Linked DNA regions of Gossypium hirsutum: region 2 is linked to region 1. The links are chromatin contacts, called in public Hi-C maps. All regions are on one chromosome and are shown on one strand. The core of a region is the stretch at or near the end of the contact, and the rest is flanking DNA. Distances in the headings are between cores, read along the strand shown.

Region 1 (4,178 bases), core at 1,167-3,666:
AATCTCTTTTTCCTATTTACAGTTTAATATACTGAACTAATTAGTCTAAATATAAACAACCTAAATTATTTAATTTTAGGCTAAATTTACAGTTTATACAAACAACCTAGGTATATACTTCTAACTAATCACTTGTATTTCTACAAGCTCAAGCACATAGGAAACATGCAATTAAAAATAAAAAAAACTAAAGAAATAAAATAATATAATATAATGGAAAAAATTGAAAATTTTTCCTAAGTCACTCCCACCACTTTATCGACACATTGTCCTTAATATGTAATTAAAAATATTAAGGAATGAGGTTACTCGATTGGCATGATATGTGCGATACAATTGGCGGGACTAATCCTTTCGATTTTGGCTCACAATCGTAGTGCCGTAACTATGGGGTTCCTACAAAGAAAAAATAAACACAAATTATACATATAATAAAATAAAATCCTAATTAATCTAAAAAATAAAGAGCATCCATAATTAAAATAAGTCTTAAAAATATAAACCCAAAATAAAAATTAAAAATTTTTAGATTTCGACTCCTCCATAATTGGTGCTTTGCCTCATTCACCCCCGTCGACGCTTCAGTACCCCACCTTCTCGAAGTCTAGGCCTGATTGTGATAGCTCGGGTCATGGATCACCACGCCCTTCGTCGATGACAGTCTGGTCGAAATACTCGCTCACAATCTAGTGGCACAAGCAGGGCCTCCTCCTCATCTTCTTTTTCTTCTTTGTTGGCGCCCTCCTCGCCCGGCAGTGGGAATCGCTTGAACATGTCTGAGAGTGGTGTAAGTGTTGGCCATCTATTATGTTCCGCAAAGTGAATCAGAATGTCTCCCATATCTTACATCCATCATGTCTGCCACTTCGAGACGGGCATGCCCATGAGTCCCGTCATCTTTGACATGTGAGCTTTACTTTTTCTCTTTGTCGGCCCTTGATGATCGCTCCTATGTTTAGTTCATTGCTCATTATCCTGGTTTTGTTTTTGTTGGAGCTCAACGAATTGGTCGTAAAGGTTGTCCCCAATCATGCTCCTAGTAGGTCTTGTGAATGACTCGATTGGAGACATAGAAGCTTTAGCTTAGTGGCGTAGAGCGGTAATCAAATGCATAAAATACATACTTTGCTTGCAGCTCCGTATGCACTTTAGCATTTCTTTGTAAATCTAGTGGCTGATAAAAATTTAGTCCTGCTTGAGTTGTTGCTAACAAAGATAGTTCATTAACCGATGTGGAATATAGGTTTGGAATAATAGAAGAGAAATAAATGATGCCTCAAGGAAGAAGAGAAAGAGGGAGAGGTTATTTATAGGATTTGAAGATTGGAAAAACATCATCTCTTATGTTAATGAAGTTTTCTCTCACTAAAACCCATGAAACCCTAGATTAAAAATTAGTGGTTTAAAGGTGGAAGAGGGTTCATGATATGGTTCTCCATGTGTTTTTTTAGAAAAATTAAAGAAAAAGTAAGGGAAAGTGAGAGGAGAAGATGAAAGCCTTTATGGAAGGGATGGCCGGCTAGGGGAAAGATGAATGGGGTTTTTCCCCCCTATTTCCTCTTTAAAGATATCCATCAAGTTGGCCAAAAGCCTAACTCCACATGTTTAAGTCCAAATTTAACAAGTTGTAGGCCATTTCATTAGTACAATATAATGATCTATAACAATTCTAATTATCAAATATTTTATCTAATTAATATTTTCATCATGAAATCTTCAAAAAAAGATTAAAATGTCCTTTTGTGGTAAAATTACCATTTTACCCCTTTTACCTAAAAACTCAATTTCTTCATAATAATAGTATTTATCATATCCAAATCTAATAATTCACATTTATATCTTAATATGGATGCATGGATATAAAAAATTACATATTTACCCTTTTCTAGGTAAAGTTGTTAATTTTTCCATCTAGCTTTTGAATGTCTTCCAATTTTGTCCAAAAGTGATTTTTATCTTACTAACTTACAAGCCAATACATTCCCTACCAAATAATCAATAATAAGTCATTTTCTCATTTTGGTTAAATGTGTATTTTAGTCCTCAAATTTTTTAAAATTTGTGATTTGATCCTTTTGGTCACATTCTCAACTTTAAAAAATTCTTTTCATTAATTTCCATATCAAATATTAACTTTTCCTTCATAAGAATCATTTATCTAACTCATTTTTCAATTTTCTAGTCAATTCACTATATCCGCTTCAATTTCCATATCAAATATTAACTTTGCCTTCAAAAGAATCATTTATCTAACTCATTTTTTAAATTTCTAGTCAATTCACTATATCTGCTTCTTGAATAATGTCATGTGTCTAATAAAAATTTTTAGGTGTTACAATCAATTTACTAGTTAATCTACCCTACAAATTAATTTGTCTAACAATTTTACCCCCTTTAATCCAATAAGAGTCGCGTAAAAGAAAAAAAGAAAACCAAATTGAATGAGATCGAACGGAGCGAATAGCCGGCCAAAGTCTAATCCAATCCCGCACTTTGGAACCTCACTTTCTACTATCGTCTCTCTTCAATTTCATCGACTAACTCATCCAGTTTCCTCCTCTCTTCCCCTCCTCGACGGATTCCCCAAAACCCTTTCCTTTTATTTCTTCTCTGTAACTCTTTTAAATCCTCTTTCTCATTTCCTTTCAAGTTCTTCTCTCTTACAAATCCAATCTCATTTCTTATTCTCTCTGTCGATTGAAAAATAAATGGCCTCTTCACTCTCAACAACACCCTCCGCTGCCTTCGCTTCCGTTGCTAAAACAACCACTGCCTTGCCTAATTCCACTAACCTTCAGCTCTCCACCGTCTCCTTTCGCTTTTCTTCGAGGCTAAACCTTCGATTCTTCTCCAAGGTAACTACATCCTTCTAAATTTTCTCCCTTTTTGTAATTTTATTTCTTTAGTATGCATTTTTAGCTGCTTTCAATCTGTTAATGCCAAATTCCATACTAGGAAGAGATAATATATTTATTCTGTGAATCTTTGCTTAGATTTTTCTCTTTTTTGTTGTTGCTATGAGAGAAGCAGAGTGTAAATTGGTGATGTCCATTGTTTGAGCAAATTTAAGCTTGAATCCTTGCCTTTTTGTTGTTAAATTTAGTAGCAAAGAGAGGAGAAGATGTTTGTTTATCTTTGCATTTAAATTTTCTTGCTTTTATAAATGTGTTCAATGCTGTTTTATTTGCATATTGGCCTCGTATTTTAGGCTTTTTTTTTGTTATTATTGGATACAGAAACTTATTTACATTAACGAATTACAAATTATTTTACCCGTTGTGAAATTGAAAATTGTTTATGTGTGCGACATTTTAGTTATCTCCATGGTTAAACCAAACATGAATTTTCTTTCAGCAACTTTTGGAAAAGTAAAAGCAAGTGTCCAGAAGGAAGATGGAATGCTTGTTTCTCTTTGAGTTTGTAATTAGATGGGTTTTTTTTTCTTGGTCATTTCTCTTCCATGTATTGTGCTAGAAATAAAAAATTAGTTTATCCGATATTATAGGAATAGATAGGAAGCTAGGGGTAGGGGGAGGAAAGCAAGGAAATTCGTTCCTTTTTTTTTTCTTAAAATATTTATACAACAATAAGTAATTTTTGCCATGTCACAGCATGGTCTGATCTTTCTGTCATCATTCACTGAAAGAGCAAAAGACTTGAATGTTTGATGCCTGTGCTTTCATTTGCATGAGTCTCTTATTTGTGAAACAATATGTTTCTTGCGCTAGAAGTGCAGTTTTCTTCATTGCTGGTCAACTGTGCACCTTTTTGTGATAGAAGAGTTTTATGAATAAGTAGAGGAATGAAGGGTTATGTTCTACTGATTCCATTTTAGGCTGAACCTCTGGACCATAACATTTACAACCATAAACTAAGTATTTCTTAGTGTTCTCTCATATATCATATGTTAAAAATATTATCTTGTTATTTTCTGTTTTCTTTTTGTTTTTGGATAATACAACTTGTAAGTTTCAGGTTTTCTTTGGGATAATAGTAAATTGTAATTTAAGCCAAATACGTTTTGTAAGAGTTTATATGAAACTAAATAAAGATTGGAAACTAGCTCTGTGCATGGGAGTTAAAGGAAATATACAAGCTAGGAAATTGACAATTTATAGATATGCAACTGGCTTTGATGCTTCAGATAAACTGAGGTATCATGTGTGGAAATCCAAAGG
Region 2 (4,132 bases), core at 737-3,236, 220 kb after region 1:
CTACATCAAAATGTATTTAGGAATTTTTACAACCCTTTACAAAATGAATCTAGGAATTTTTATAGGAATCTATGGCTCCTAAATCTACCTCCTAAGTTAAAAATTATAGTCTGGAAAATATCATGGAACTATATTCCAACTCGGGTCAACTTGAACTACAGAAGGCTTTCAAACAACGTGACATGCGTTGGGTGTGGCAGAGCAGCAGAATCCACAAATCATATATTTCGTGCATGTCCTATGGCAAGAACAGTATAGGAAGAGTTATTATTCTCAGAAGTATTACAAGCTCCTTATATGGATTTTGTACAGTGGCTCACCTGGGTTTTTGAAAAGAACTCCCCCAATCAACGACGGATCTTTTACTGTGCTCTTTGGGCAATATGGGGAGAAAGGAATAAGAGAGTGCATGAAAAGACTAATAGATCTAGGAAAGAGATAGCATTTTTTATAAAGAGATATATTAGTGAATTGAATTAGATTGAAGCAAAAGTACCACAGGTTAAAATAGGAGGCAGAGAGTGGAAACACCCACCGGATCAGTTTGTAAAAGTCAACTTTGATGCAGCCTATGATGGGAACCTACGGCAATCGGCAGCAGGAATTGTGGCTAGGGATAGCGAAGGAAATACTCTTTTATCATGTACAGAGATTCATCATCATCAACTCAAATAGGCAGGGACATGCAATGGCCAAACATTATTATTGAAGGGGATGCATTATCAATTATAAAGAAGTGCAAACTAAAAAGTTATGATAAATCTATGATCGGAGCATATATCCAAGATATACATCAGCTACTGGAAAAATCTGGAAAATGCTATTTTGAGTACATTCCCAGAGAAGCGAACAGCCTAGCACATAAACTAGCGATGGAGACATTAAAGAAAAAAGAAAGTCTTACCTGATTGGAAGAGTCCCGGGGTATGCTGAGAACCTGGAAGAAACTGAAAAAAGGGCAGGAACAAATGTGGAGAAGAAATGAAAGGTTACAGAAAAAAGTTGTATAGTGGAAATTCAAAGGCGTGGTGGACAAGGCTTCATTGAAATCTGGAAACGTCTCATTGATGAAATGAAAGATGATTTTGAAAAAACTGAAATGGATTTTTCTGATTAGGCAAGATATGATGGCATTTAGGGCCCGTTCTTCTGCCCGTTTTAGAAGCACTTTTAGGGAAAAAAGTCCTTCTTCCTGAAAAGGAAGAAAGAACAAACTCCTTTTCTTCAAAAAATTTCACTGTTAGAAAATCACTTCTCTCCAGATGCGAAGCTAAAAATTTCTCCTTTTCTTCAGCTTGAAGTGCTTTTGGCTGGAAATTGACCAAATTAACCTGTCTCTTCTCCCACAAACGTTCTTTCCCCTCTTCTGCTGGTTCTTTGGAACTGTCTTCTCCCACAAACTTGCTTTTGGCTGAAAAGAATAGAAATTTGATTTCTCATTCAGGTTATTAGGTTCTAGAGGATTCTGATTTTTATGTTTTTTAGGGCTGTTTTCTAGTTTCTTTTAAAGATTTGGACTATAGGTTTTTGCTTTGTTCTTCGGGCCAAAACTTGCATCTGGTTTTAGCCTGATTGTTTTGTGCTTTTCATTTTTAAGTTAATAAAAGCCCAAACTGAATTAGTTTCAAAAAAAAAAAACTGTAGGATTTTTTGACAAATAAAAAAATGTGGTTAACTAATTACAGAATTTTGAATTATATTTGCAACACACTTTTGAAATGCCAAAATCATTTTCTAGCCCTAGATACCATCATTTTACAAAAGCAGTGCAAATATTGGAGAGGCAGCTTTAACCAAATCACAAATTAATTTCTTCAGCTAGCAAGTTTGGGTTACGATATAGCTAGGTACTATATTATTAATAATTTGGCTATGCACACAATTTTATTTTTGCAACCATTTAATCTTTAAAACTTTGAATATGATCTTGATTAGGAAAGCTAAAAATAAGTGAAAAAGAGAAAGAAAAGAGTACTCTACCGTACCTTATATTAAGAAATAGAAATATTTGTTATATTATGAAAGGTGGCGGGAAGGAAGTGTTAGAAAGATCCGGAACCATTGGAAGGCTCTTATTTTATTTCTCCTCAGCTTCGCCACTTTACATCTCCTCTCACCGTTGTTAGAGGTATCCTCCTCTTAACCAAATTTAGCTTATTCGAAAGAGAAAAAAAGAAGAACAATATACGAAACATATAGAAAGAAAAGGAAAGAAACAAAGAAAAAATACACCAAGGGAAACCTAAAAAGTTTCTCCGTTTTTAGGAGATTGTTGTCATTGATGTTTGTTGATTCCTTTTCCTCCTACTTGGGTTTATGCATGAAAGGAATTGAACCCTACATTCCAACTCTGCCTTTTCGTTGGGTTTTTCTGGCATTGGAACATGCATTATTTTGTTGCAAGAAGTTTCCTTCTTTTTCTTGGTACCCTTGTTTCTTTTGTCCATTCCAAGACAGATTCCCCAGATGGTATGTATATAATATGCCTTATTAAACTTTAATCTTTAAGAAACTTTCTTTTGCTGCAATTCTTGATATGCATGTTATTTAAGAATTCAATCCATGTTTGTTGCTCCCTTTTTTACTCTTATTTAGATTCTAGAGAATTCAACAAACATATTATATTTGGCAACAGTCAATTGCCTATGTTATGGGGATATTTGATGCTAATTATACATGTATGTAAATTCTTGAAATTCGAAATAGATCCCTTTGCTTTGTGAGAAAAAAAAGAGAGGCAAATACACTAATTTCTTCTTATATTATCATATGTTTGATCATTGTTTACATTATCTCCCTGCAAGAATTATCATTTTTGGCTTAAGAACTCGGATGTCTAGTGCATTAACATAAACATAATTCCTTCTGCATCGCAATTTTGACGCTCGGTAATTGTATTCTTGTAGTTTCTGCCCTTAATGTGATGTTTAAAAGCCTAAATAGTCCAGACCAATTGAGTGGTTGGAAGGATAGTGGTGGTGATCCATGTGGTGATGGCTGGAAAGGGATCAAATGTTCAGGCTCATCTGTAACTGAAATGTAGGTTATTCCCATACTTCTGTTATTCTTCCCTATCTGTCTGGGGAACCAGTCTTGCATTTTATATATTCAACAGGACATAATTGGATTAAAATCTTGCAGAAACTTAAGCGACCAAAAACTCAGTGGACAATTGGGGTACCAGTTATCGAGCTTGTCTTCAGTAAAGATCTTGTGAGAACTTGCCTGCAGAAATAAGCAATCTTTAATGTTATATTTTCTTTCTTTAAAAGAAATTACCTATTGGAAAACATAATATGAAGGCTGTGCATTTTTTGGTCCTGATACAGTGATTTGAGCAAAAACAATCTCAATGGTGATATTCCATATCAACTACCTCCCAATGCTCAACGCATGTAAGTCAGCTGATCTAAGTTAATCAGCATGAAAGCTTTAATTTTTTTTTCTTCTTTTCTTTGCAAGTCATATTCGGAATATAACTAATGGAGTTCCCCAGTCTGATCTTAATTTTGTGGCCATTGGTTTTCCTGTTTTAAAGTCATGTTGCTTGCAGCTTTTAAAAATGGTGTAAATTATTATTTAGTTTATTTCTTAAATTTGATTAGTTAAAATATTCCTCATCTTCATTGTCGGTAATGTGTAAAGGTCAAGACTAACACTTTGTCTTTCTAGCTTTACTTAATCAAATGATCTAAGTAAGGTTAATTTGTTTTTAAGGCAAACACCATCTGCTAGAGATATATCTTCCGAATGATGGGAAAGTTTCTTTTTGATCACTTTGATCTACACAACATATCCAAGTTGCATTTATTTCTTTCTCTATAGTATCTCATATATCTTATGAGCTCAATTTGCAGAGACCTTTCTGAAAACAATTTTAATGGTAACGTGCCTTACTCGATATCTCAGATGACCAACCTTGAAGACATGTAAGTGAAGTATTTGTTTCTTTCTATTTTCATTACAATTTCATCAGTTGTTACCATGTCTAAATATTTGGTTGGTTGCTGCAGAAATCTAAGCCACAATCAACTCAAGGGTCAGTTGAGCGATATGTTTGGCAAAGTCCAAAAACTTAAATCATTGTAAGTACAGCATAAATCTTAAAACTGTATGTGAACATAAATTTAAT

What was found. A called contact is a pair of places that touch in the nucleus more often than the background predicts.
Region 2: a Hi-C map of leaf shows a contact between it and region 1, with 2.5 times the contacts expected there. The contact joins the promoter of LOC107900078 here to the promoter of LOC107901772 in region 1. A contact is called at or near these places in 11 of 34 Hi-C or Micro-C datasets (callus, hypocotyl, leaf and 2 more).

What each region holds. Positions count from the first base shown.
Region 1 is chrD06:32,709,783-32,713,960 of Gossypium_hirsutum_v2.1, forward strand. LOC107901772 (biotin carboxyl carrier protein of acetyl-CoA carboxylase, chloroplastic) reads left to right here and starts at 2,417. Exons shown (of 7, transcript XM_016827919.2): 1 at 2,417-2,855. The coding sequence starts at 2,709.
Region 2 is chrD06:32,934,024-32,938,155 of Gossypium_hirsutum_v2.1, forward strand. It overlaps LOC107900078 (protein STRUBBELIG-RECEPTOR FAMILY 5), which reads left to right and starts at 1,987. Exons shown (of 16, transcript XM_041095898.1): 1 at 1,987-2,128; 2 at 2,907-3,039; 3 at 3,142-3,213; 4 at 3,330-3,395; 5 at 3,858-3,929; 6 at 4,014-4,085. The coding sequence starts at 2,924. LOC107901679 (a long non-coding RNA gene) reads right to left here and starts at 1,593. Exons shown (of 3, transcript XR_001685361.2): 1 at 536-1,593; 2 at 321-427; 3 at 1-238.